Regions from separate parts of the Zea mays genome. Here region 1 is linked to region 2. Evidence: chromatin contacts called from public Hi-C data. All regions are on one chromosome and are shown on one strand. The core of a region is the stretch at or near the end of the contact, and the rest is flanking DNA. Distances in the headings are between cores, read along the strand shown.

Region 1 (6,248 bases), core at 1,694-4,193, 250 kb before region 2:
AGACGGCGCCTTGAATGGCAAGCCAGCAGAGACAGACAGACAGTGACGTACTACCATGGCATCGACGATCAGGCATGCTGTATCAGTATCATCATCAGTGAGCGCAGGCTGTTTATTAAGCAATCAACGGCGCTCATTAGCCTGACTGGTCCATCCACCCTCTACTAATACTAAAGGCTCTAACTGACCATGGATGATGGGATCTAGAGGGTTGTCGCCGCTGACGCCCAACGACCATGATAGCTTCTGCTTCTGCTTCTTTCGGGCACAAGCACAACACAACGGCTGCACTGCAGCACGGCCAATGATGCCTCATCATGCGGACCAAAGCCATGGGGCTGTTGGCTTTAGATTAAAGCCGACAGTATAGAAGTCGGTATGAATTAAAGCCAAACAAACAGAATGTCGCAGCTCAAACACACCTATCCAAAAGAGCAAAACAGGCTTTTGCTTCGGCCTTCGGCTAGGGCCTAGGAAACCATGTTCTGGCTGCCATCATCCCATCCCTTCTCGCCAAACAGGGGAAAAGAGATCTGTGGCCATGAATTGGGGGGATCCCTCGGATTCCAAGAGATTTTTGGGTCGTCGAATCTACCGCTCTTTGTTCTCTAATCTCTAGTAAGTACTCGTAAGCACTGCTCCTCCTGCTCTACTTCTCTCCATGCTTTTTTCCTTGTCAAAAGGTTACAAAGGTCTCTCGCTAATAAGAATATGGAGATGGAAGACTACTGTCGTCGTTGTGTGTGAGACTGGCCGACTGTGACTGGACTGACACGAGATCCGTTCGTTCCCTGTCAGTTCCCAGCCTCTTCCAAAAGCGGAGGACTTGGGGAGGAGGGAAAGACGAGCAAAGCGAAAGCTGGACGACGGACGGGGTCAAACGAGGAGGACCAAAAAGGGAGGGAGGCAGGAGGAGCCGATAACGGTTTCGAAACGAAATTTTAAACTTTTAGGCGTTAAAACAGCAGGATTTGAGTGAACTTCGTATGGACGGACAGCAGGTTGTGTTGTTGCTGTGTACTAGTAGTAGTATCTGTCCCGCTGGATTTCGATATCAAATAGCCTCGACACCGGTACATACAGATCGTATTGTATGTACTGGTACCGCGCATAAGAATTCAGGAACAACCATATCGCTCTACTTATCTATTACTATTACAGCTTTGTAGTACCTAGTGCAGAGGCGTAAAAACAGAGCTCTCGCATTTGCTTTACCATCGACAGACAGAAATGCATTAGATATATATGGTGCAAATCAAATGACAACAAAAAAAAAGTACAAGTTCTCGGAGATGAGAGTGAGAGTGAGACCAACCAACAAGAATCCTAGCTTTTCCTTTACACAAACTTTTCCCTATGCAGTGCAGTAGTAGTGATCTCCGACATCGACATCATGTGTCCAGCCGACAAAATCATCCCAGGATTAACCGCGAACTAAAAAATGTACACCAAAAATTATTGCTAATCACTTGTGGGTCTTCATCTCATGAGCAATGAGACGACGTCCTGTCCTGACCATCATCATCATTCATCACTAAACCCACCCACTAAACCCCCTCCTCCTCCTCCTCCTCGATCTCGATTGGGTGTGAATAACAGAAGAAACAAGCAACTCACCCCGTCCGGCCGCGGCACTGCGCCTGCGGCCGGCGGCGTCCCCTGCCGCCCTTGGCGGGGCACGCGGCCACCACAGCCGGCGGCGGCGCGACGCAGTTCCAGTGCGCGCACACGGCGGCGCTGGCCGGCAGCGCGCCGCCCACGCCGACCCCCGTCAGGAAGTTGTCCTGCAGAAACAGCACGCGCATCCGCCCGGCCTCCGCCGCCGCCGCCACCTCGCGCGGCACCTCGCCCGCGAGCCGGTTCCCGTTCAGGTAAACGGCGCCGGCGGTGGCCAGCTCGGGCGGCACGCGCCCCGACAGCGCGTTGTGGCTCAGGTCCACCGTGGCGCCCGCCGGCACGCGCCCCGCGGGCCGGAGCTCGCCCGAGAAGGCGTTCTTCCGCAGCTGCAGGTACGCGATGCGCCGGAACGCGAACACCTCGCCCGGGACCTCGCCCGACAGCCAGTTCCGGCCGAGGTCGAGGAACGTCAGCCTCGGCAGGCGCCGCAGCACGCCGCCGACGGGGCCCGACAGACGGTTCCCCGCCAGCGACAGGTACGCCAGCGTGCCCGGCAGCGGCGGCACCCCGCCCGACAGCCGGTTCCCGCGCAGGTCGAGGTGGAGCAGCGGCGCCCGCACCGACCGCGGGATCTCGCCCGAGAGGGCGTTGTGCGAGAGCACGAGCGTGCGCAGGCCCCGCAGCTGGAGGAGCGGCGCCGGTACCGTCCCCGTGAACCCGTTCTTGCTGAGGTCGACGGTGCGCAGCGCCGGCGCGAACGCGCGCGGGAGGTCGCCGGAGAGCAGGTTCCCGGCGAGCGCGAGGAAGCGGAGCGCCGGGAGCGCGGCCACGGCGGCGGGGAGGCCGCCCGTGACGCGCCCCGGCACGAGGGACAGCGACGTCAGCGCCGGCAGCCTGGCGACGGCCGCGGACGGGAACGCGCCCCCGAGGCCCGGCGCGCCCGCGCGCGGGTCGCCCAGCGCCAGCGTCTCCACGCGGGCGCCGTCGGCCGTGCACGACACGCCCGCGAACGAGCAGGGGTCGCCCGTGAAGTCCCACGACGCGAAGAAGCGGGAGCCCGGCAGGTCCGACAGCGCCCGCCGCACCGCCTGCAGCGCCAGGTAGTCCACCGGGTGCAGCGTCGCCTCGGACGACGCCGCCGTCAGGAGGAGGAGGAGGAGGAGCGCCGCGACCAACGGCAGGAGCCGCGACGCCATTGCCTCGCTTGATGAGGCGTGGGCGTGGCGGCGGCAGCGGTGACAGTCAGACAGCAGGCAGCAGCTCACTGCGCGGCGCACTGGCGGAGTGGGGTGGTGGTGGACTGGTGGCTGCTACCTGCTGCTGCTGTGCTGAGCTTGGGGGGAGAGAGGTCTTTGGGGGAATGGGGGTTCTGTGCTTTGAAGCGCGTGCGTGCGGCCGAGGCGGTGGGGGCTCCGCTTGGCGAAGAGTGTTTCCCACCGACGCCCGGGTCCCGGATACCTCCGGCCCCGCATGGCAGCTTCAGGCATTGCTGGACGAGACGAGCCCGTGCATCGGAAGCCGTGCTGGTGGAGTCGGAGCTGGAGCCTGGAGGGGACACAGGGGATGGAGAGAGAGGTCAATGTGTTGCTCCACAAGAACGGTGAACATTCACCTGATTCTTTCTAATCGAATTGGGTGTGATCGGGCAGACAATTATATGTGTATATTATTTTTTCTTCGAAAAAAATATACACATAGTATTAATATATAGCTAGCAGAATAAACTTCGATGTATACACACATAACTTCAACGTGACAAAGCTATAGCTTATACATGTGATTTGCTACTGTATGACAAAGTACGCATAATAACTACGTGTAGTGTTTTACGCTTAAGAAGCTATCAAATTATACGTTTTTTTACTATGAGAATATGCAAAAAAAAAACATCATAACTTTGTAGTCTATTTTTTGTTATTTTTTAGCTAATAAGATATGGTGAGGTGTGATTCAAGAACTTGGTGTGATTGTGCAGGTGCCATATTGATCTTGAGCCATTTGTTATTTTGTCACTCTCACTTGTGAACTTTTTCAGGTTTATAAATCAAATCATAGACATAGACGATCTCACAAATTATAGTCACGGTGAAGAGTCCAAGCTGGAATTGACAAAATAGCGAATTTTCCTGTCTTGAGTGGGTACTCTGTGTCTTGGGGTGGAAGGAAAGGTAACAACGTGTCCGGTGTGTTGGGTGGCGCGCACCAATGACGATCGGGCCCGCTCGTCTGTGCCCGCACGTGACAGCGTGCGCGTGGGCCCAGGAGCCTTCCTTCTTCGCTCATCGTGTCGCCGCGTTGGCGCGCTGGCCAGCCTCCTCCGCCCAATGAGCTGTGGACCCCACGTGCCAGCGGTCACTAGCTGCCACTGCCACTGCCACTGCTACTGCCAAGTGCCACCCCACGGTCGGAGGGAGTGCAGAGGTGAGAGACGCAGCGCAACAACGGAGGCAGGCAGACAGCAAGGCGGCTGGCGAAGGAAGAAGGATCGTCACTTGGTCAGCCCGTGCGCTTCACAACCGCGGCTGCGGCCTGCGGTCGCCAGCACGAATCTCCACGCGCCGCCCGCGGTCCTGACTGATGATCGTGCTTGCCACGGTGACGAGCCAGCCAAGGCAGTCAGGCAGGCGGGCGGGAAAAAGGTTTGTTGCATTGCAGCAGATTCTTTCGTCATGTTGTGCTTTGTTTTGCCCTAATCATGGGTAAGCGAGAGCATCAAGTCTCTGGCAAGGGGGGACAAAAAATAAAGATGGACTACCAAGGCTAGCTACGGCATGACGACGACCACCTTTATCCAAATCCAAATGTCCCGTCGTCTCGCGCGTTGCATGCGATAATAATGCGCCTTCACGGAGCTGCGGGGATGGATTTTTAATTAGTACCAACTTCTTCTACGGTGTTTTATTTTATGTTTTATGGATTATATCTGCAGCAGTACGAACAGTTGGTTTTAATCTGAAGTGAACATCCTAATACATCATGAGCGCCATCATACCAACTTTAGCGTTTATTCTGATTAATATGCATAAATAGTAGTACTATTATGTATATACCTACATATGTATGTATGTATACACACGCGGTGATGGGTGCCGGTGCCGCATAAGATTCAGGTGCTGGTGCTGTCTCGTATTGTTTGGAATAGTAATTAATTTGGTAGGTCATGAATGTTTGATTGTTGTGTTTGGGATACTAGTACGTGACAAGACGATCTTCATTACTCCGGGTACGATGACCATAAATTGTGCCGTACGTCTTAAACAGGACGGCCACCGTGCCTAATTTGTACTACCACCTTTAACCCAAGTAAAAAAAAAAACCCACGAACAATGGGTTTTTTCCGACAAGGTTTTATTAGAATCTGACTGCGAGGAGAATCTAAGTATTGTTAGGATTACGTAAGAAGAAGATTAAAATAAACATGTTCAATATATAGCGTGGTCCGCAGCAGCTTCTGGCGGCCGAAATTTTAAAAGAAAATTAATTCAAACAACAAAAAAACATCCTCTTCTCTCTTTTTTCCCGTTCTGGAACGCGGATGGCAGTAAATTTCTCAGGACAAAGAATCTAGCATTTAATACCCTAAAGTGAGGCACCCACCAATGCGGCGGCTAATTCAGAGGTGCTTGTGGGTTTTTAATAATACACATGGTGCAGAAGGAATAATGAAGCCCCCCTACTACCAACTGTTAGAGACAAAGTTTTCACAGGTGCAGTCACGCTCGCATCACGTACGGTGGGTGTGGCAAAACAAGATTTTTTTTGGTTTAATGCAATAATAATACTCTATAATCCAGGTGTACGTACGCAGTGATCGATCTTGGCATATATATACTGTAGTAATTAAGCCAGTGACTCCAGCGCATGGTTTTAATCGTTGTGTGTGTGTGTTTTTTTTTTTTTGTGATACTGCTCTGGCACGAGAAGCTTCGTCACTCGTGGTACAATGATTGCCATGCAGCGTGTGGGGAACAAAGCACGACCCCGGTTAATAATGTTGCCAGCTAGTAGCTTTAAGATCATAGGACTGTCTCCAGCGACTGACGTGATCTAAATTTTGTCCTCTAAGGACATGTTATTCAATTTAAATAGTGATGGGATTTTGAAAAACTGATATGATGTGTTACATAGTTCCCTGAACTCTTAAAACCAGAATAACTGGTCCTCCAAACTTACCTGACCATCCAATACTAAATTTAGTTAAATCGGATAACATGATGTGCCATGTTGCACGGTTGAAATCAATTGGATCCTCAAACCTGACTCATGGTGTCACTTGGATCCCGAACACTTAGCATTCTATGTCACCTCAGACTTTCATTAGTGCGCTCCATCGTGACACGCAACGTTGTCATCCGGTTCGAACAAATTCAGTTTTAGATGGACGACCAAGCTCAAGAGTCAAGACTCGTTTTACTGGTTTTGGCAGTTCGGTGACTCAATATGCCAATTTTCAATTACCCCTTTGATTTCCTCAGCTTCTTCCTCACTCGCACCATACACAATGCCGCAATCTGACAATTCTTTCCCTTTAATTTTGTATATACATATGCAAAATATACACATCATCACAGGCACGACAAAAAAAAGAGGATGTCGTTGCCGCCCGCCCGTGCGACCGTGCCCAGCTACAC
Region 2 (6,258 bases), core at 3,105-5,604:
TCATGTGCTTTGTGTCTCCGAGCATATGGCAGCCATCCTGCCACCATGATCAGTTACCGAGTGCAGATCATGCTTCATATGTGTGCCTAGTGAGTCAGTTACTGATCATGCACTAGAACAGGGAATGAACTGTTTCATGTATGAACAAAAGCCATGCTCGTATGATATATAAACACTACTCGGATGCCTTTAAAGATAGAACAGCTTGGTCTGTGCAAAAAATCAAAATGAAATCTGAGGGGGAAAAAGAAAAATATTTGCCATCTATCCACTCGATATTGTGCTATAATGATGTTAATTTAATCTGGTTGGAGATGGCAAATTATGTGCCTACAGGAGCTAGGCCAGTGGACTCCGATTCTACTGAACAGTTTTTCTGTTGAGTTTGTGATCTAAATTCTACATATAAAGGTCGTGTTGGCGTCGCTACACTCCGGCCCTAATTAGTGACCCTAATTAGGGTTTGCTGTGTGTCGTCATTATTTACTCCTCTTGTAAGCCACCGTCTACAGACGACATTCTGTAAACACTCCGTATATAGTAAAGGTTCCGTGCCTATGCCCGTGATTTTTCCCTTCGCATTGAAGGGTTTTCCACGTAAATATGTGTGTCGTGCTCTGTGATTTGTTGGTTGATCTACTTCGTTTTTCTTGCCGTTTCTGCTAACATTTCCCAGGGTACGTACTGTACCAGGGCAACATTTGCATGACATGAAAGATGATTACCAAGAATCAGTTTCACATTCAAACAGGAGAAATGGAGTAGAATATGAGGTAAACACTGTCTAATTCAGTTGATTTACTAATTGGATGTGGTCTGTAATAGGTTTTGACTTCAATCAGTAGGAAACTAGGAACGTTGTGCTGCCAAGTCTGCAATAAAGGAAGAGAAGAACGTCACAGCACACACTTTTGAAAAATACCAAGGACACCAAGAAACCAAGAAAATTTCAGATAACTTCATAAGGTGACTTGTCTGTTCTCATGTTAGTCTTTTCCAAACAAATAGTAGATAGATAAGAGTTAATAGTAATCTTTGTAGGATGATATAGAAGATATGTAGTGTGGTATGGAGGTGAGGTTGGTCTGGCATCTCCAAATAGTGAAAAGCTGGTGGCACTAGGCACCATTCAGAAAACAAACTGATAGGAAAAGCTAAAGCTAATGTTGTCAACTAATGGCGGATACATTGAGGTACTTGTAAGCATTGTTTATAAACAAACAACCATATTCCCTCGTGCACCTGGGAAGTATATTAAAAGTTACAAAGGTGTTAGGCAAGGTGACCTTTGTCCACTATCCTCTTCAACTTCGTCGCAGATAGTTTGGCCAGAATGATTCACAAGCCTAAAGAAAATGATTTGATTACTGGGCTCTATGATCACATTAACCCTTCTGGCATTGCAATATTGCAGCATGCAAATGATACTATCATTTGTATCAAATATTACTTGGAAAGAGCTGCATTTGAAGCTAAGTTTGTATTTGTATGAATTATTGTCAGGCTTAAAAATTAATTTCATGAGAAGCGATATTTTCGTGATCAATGGGACTTGCGACACCGCTGCTCAATATGCTGATTTATTTGACTGCCGAATTGGCGTTTTCCCCATGAAATATCTTAGTTCATGCGAGACCTAGTAGGCTCCATGTCTCTCATTGGAACAAGCTTGAAGAAAAAATTGATAAAAGGCTTCAATCATGGAAAGGCAGTGCTCTTTCCATCGCTGGTAGGATCACCCTCATTAATTCTTGGATGTCTAATACTCCTATCTATACCATATGCCCATATACCTTCTGCCCAAAACAACAGTAAAAAAGATGGATGCCATCAGGGGAAAGTTTTTTTAGCAGGGAGGCGGTGACAAAGAAATATCATGTCATAAACCGGGGAAAGGTTTGCAATGAGAAAAAGAATGGTGGGCTTGGTATTAAGGATCTTATGTTATTAAATATTAGTTTGCTTTGCAAGTGGTGGTGGAAATTAGAGAATGAGGAAGGGCTCTGGCAGAAGTTAATTAGGAAAAAAATATATGTACAATAAAAATGTGCATAAAGTCTCTAACAGTGTTCATGGTTCACCTGTTTAGCATGATGCTGAAGGTCAAGAATTTCTATTTGTTGGGTAGACAAGTGATTACTAAATCTGGTGATAAAACTAGACTTTGGGAGGATTGTTGGTTGGAGAATTAATCTCTTTGCTGTATTGTTCCGAAGTTATATGATATATGTGATTGCAAAGATATTACGGTAAAGCAGGTCCGGGAGGTAAATGCCCAATTATCTTTCAGAAGATTGCTTCGTGTGGATATGCTAAAGAAATGGGAAAATATATGTATGAAGGCTGAGAATTTTAAGTATCATTCTGATCCATATGTGATTATCTGGAAATGGGAGAAAAGTAGAATGTTCACTGTCAAATCTATATATTCTCATATTGTTAGAAATGATCTTGGTCCATATATGAAGCATATATGGAACAGCAAGATCCCTCCCAACAAGATTCAAAGTTTTTATGTGGTTCCTGAAAAATAATGTGCTTCTAACCAAAGATAATTTGATAAGAAGGAATTGGAATGGGGATGCTTCTTGCTGCTTTTGTGAACATGTGGAATCTGTGGATCACCCTTTTTTCAATTGCCCTATCTCTAGAGTAATTTGGAGTGTGGTGGCATATTGTTTGAACTCTGATAATATTCCTGGTAATATTAAGCAGTGCTGGACATAGCTGCCTGTTTGTGCTCCTCAAATTAAAAAAAAAAAGCATACAATAGTTGTTTCAGCTGTTTGCTGGGCGATTTGGAAAGCGAGGAACAAAATGTTGCTGCCTGCTTGGATTCGATCGTAGTTTTTTATGCTTTTGGCTCCTGCATGAGTCCTTGAGCAGTAGCTGTATTACTCTACTATATATGTTGGTGGGTTAATGCCCGTTGAACTTGATGGCCCATTTTGTCCTGCGTGCTGGCTCCCTGAATCAGAGGCTGTCTAGACAACTCTTGGCGAAACTTCAGGTTTCTGGTTGCCGTCTTTTGTCGGAGGTTGTCCGTCTGTCGGTCAGGTACTCTTTGGTGAACTGTGATGCATTTCTGTTATGAAAGTAATATAAATGGTGATGCCCTCGTATCAAAAAAAAAAAATCCCTTGTGCACATGACCTCGGCAAAGTGTATGATCCCTTGATTTTGTGGTTCCTTTATTTATTTCTAATCATGAAACTCTGCAGTTTACATTGTTATAACCACACTATAGATCATTTGTGCAGATGACACTCCATTGCACTCTAAAGGTAGCACTCTAACTTAAGCAGTTAAGCACTGACACCTCATGAAGTTTGCCGTAAAATCTGCAGTTTTTAGCTACATTAGCCAAGTGACCCCGAACACAAAGTGCCTGATTGGTTTACTGCGCCCGCACAGCCAGTCCCACGCGAGCCTGGCCGGCCAGGTACGACCATATCTGGCGTATATACAGATGCAGGTGGATGGCCTCAAAACGACTTATTTTGCATCCACTCATGCAGTAATCGTTCCTCGTGTACAGAAAAGTCAACGCACGCGATGATTCAGGATGGAATGGTGCGGGTAATCAACCAGGTAGAAAGAGAAACTGCATGACCAAAAAGTGTGAACATCAAAAGTTGATGCTACAAGACTGAATAAAAGCCAAGTTGCTTCACATGGTTTGCCCGAAAAGAGGCTATCAAGGAGGAAAGTGTATAAAGATAAACAGAGCAACATATATCTGATAGAAATTAGGGATCTAACTGTGTATACTTAGAACTCCGAGATTACTTTAGAAGATAACAGGGAACTAATCCATCTTGGATCAGTGCACATAAAACACGACCGCAGAGGGGAATAGGAGTTCATACCTTCTCCCTGCAGTAGTGGAGATGGATCTGGTCCTTACTGACGTCGCCTCCCACCGCTGTCCTGTAGAAAAGGGGGCAGATCCAGTACCACCATTAGGATGTCACTCTTCCGGTCACTCCGACACCTAGGAGATGGATCCTTCTGTGGATTAGGATTTAGGGTGAGGCATTAGCATTGGCATTCTTGTGACCCCTCTTTGGTGAATGCTTGGAGCTATCGATCAGGGCTCGGTCGGCGGTATAGACGTACAATGATGATGACGACTAATGTTCTCTTTCTCAGCGGCTACCTCACCCTCTATCCAGGTGCACGGCTCGGCGACCCAAGGTTCTTGCTCTCTCAATCTATGGCCACAGAATGTCACGATGTATGCATATATACACCAAGTACGGAGCCTAGGGCGATAGGTCATTGGTCGAGTCTTGGCGTGACACTACGAACGAGTTTGTTACGATGCGAGGGAGGAGAAGCTTCTGATGGATGGGCCCACATGGCAGTGGCTGGTTCCTATGTGCGCATGTGACATGTGTAGCTGACCAGCAGGGCTCACATGTACACTAGCCGGACGACAATGTGGGGGTGTGGTGATAGTGTGACACACTATTGCCTAGGCCGAGCTTGAGCCTTCGTGATAGTTAAGTTTCTTATCTCTTTTGTTCCTTTTCTATGTTTTCATTTCTTATTTATATTTTTCAAATTCAAAGTTCAAATCCAATTTTAAATTTCAACTTAAACTAAATGCACAAACAGAAATTCCAGCATGATGCATATATATATATATATATATATATATATATATATATACTCTATCAATTATCCCTTTATTTAAATGGGTTCAAACAAATAATGGGACTGAATAAACATGGATTTAACATAATTGTCTAAATAAAAATATCTTTATTTCCTAAAATCTGGGTATTACACATGATTGTACTAACAATCATACCAATAGACCAAACATTTGAGCTGAGCTAGAGCGGTAGCTGTATTGCAGTGGTTACATTGGTGAGGTAGGAACGATGGTGTCTAGATTTCATTGTTTGAGTGTCTTCTGGTAAGCCATCATGATGACCTAGCTATCCTCATATTCCGGTAAAGCTAGTATTTTATCGCTATCTATTTCTTCTACTACACTAGCATGACTTTAGGTTTGGTTCTGCTAATGTTGGTGAAGTAGAAACAATGTCACTATCATATGATTCATATTTAGCAGTTCAAGGAGACATAGCGTCATCGATATAGTATCCATATTGATCCGTCCTCCAGTACAATAAACTAAATGTAACAATTGCTACAACTCAGTATATTGTGACAACTAGCACCATAATAAAGAACATGCAGCAGCATACGTCAAAAATCCATGGAAAATCGTGCAGCCCTAGCTTCAACTTTATCAAGTTAAGACCTCTTAATAATTTGGGGACTTAATTTATGACAATCTGGAAACAAACTACATTGTTTTGCTCCAACATCTCAAATTCAATACAACTTATTGTCAGGACTCAATAGCAAAAAACTAGAGTTATGAATTTCTAGTTGCATACAAGATTATATAGAGCAAGCAAATTCAAATCTTTCACTCATGAGTGTTCTATGTCTGAACCTGGCCTAGTATCAAGTCATCCTACCACCATGACCAGTTCTCATATGTAGATCATGCATCATATGTGTGCTCTGATTAGTCGGTTACTAATCTTGCATGAGAACAAGGAATTAATTGTTACTTGTTCATATCTAAACAAAAGCCATGCTCCTATGATATATAAACACTACTCACATGCCTTTAAAGATAGATTATCTTGGTCTATGCAAAAATTCAAAATGAATCTGAAAATGAAGGAAAATCATTGGCCATCTATCCACTCGCTATTGTGTTATAATGATATGTTAATTTAATCTGGTTTGATATTGCAAATTATGTTTCGATAAGAGATGGGCCAGCTCGATTTAACTCAACTTTTTTCCTAAGGGATTCTGTTTCCTAAGAATTCTCCATACCATGTAACATAATGCATGCCATTCATGTGAATTCAATCACTGATCATCCACACTGACATGGCTTTGAAGGGATATGTGAAGGTCGAGCATGTGCTAGTTGTCTGGTTGTAAATCATCGACATCTTATGCAGTTATAGAGTTTGTTTGCTTTAGGTTGAAAGGCGGATGCGACTGCAAGACAAGTTCATATCCAGCAGCCACAACCACAACTGTATCATAGAGTTGTATCAATATTAGCTCAAACGAACAAGTCATGAACTACCCGGATCTAGGAACAATTCAGGAACATACCAGAATTTTCGAACACCATGCTCACAAAACATGATTGTGAACTTGCGATACAGTTGTTTTAGTCAGAAAATCATGAAACCTATCGACATGTCATGATAT

Evidence for each region. Hi-C and Micro-C count contacts between places; a contact is called where the count stands out from the background.
Region 1: a contact with region 2 is called in a Hi-C map of ear, with 1.8 times the contacts expected there. The contact joins the promoter of LOC100383237 here to the enhancer-like site in region 2. A contact is called at or near these places in 2 of 25 Hi-C or Micro-C datasets (ear and seedling).

The regions. Positions count from the first base shown.
Region 1 is chr4:5,033,427-5,039,674 of Zm-B73-REFERENCE-NAM-5.0, reverse strand. LOC100383237 (Leucine-rich repeat (LRR) family protein) reads right to left here and starts at 2,943. Exons shown (of 1, transcript NM_001175899.1): 1 at 1,307-2,943. The coding sequence starts at 2,813. The coding sequence ends at 1,614. LOC100193232 (putative protein kinase superfamily protein) reads right to left here. Exons shown (of 5, transcript NM_001138382.1): 5 at 6,033-6,248. The coding sequence ends at 6,243.
Region 2 is chr4:4,781,622-4,787,879 of Zm-B73-REFERENCE-NAM-5.0, reverse strand. No RefSeq gene overlaps it. Among protein-coding and RNA genes, the nearest start is that of LOC100501975, 51 kb to the right of the region's middle. Within about 2 kb of position 4,354, at least 14 of the 20 cell types and tissues checked have an H3K27ac peak or open chromatin away from gene starts, as enhancers often do. A contact at or near this core is called in ear and seedling, where this site is marked.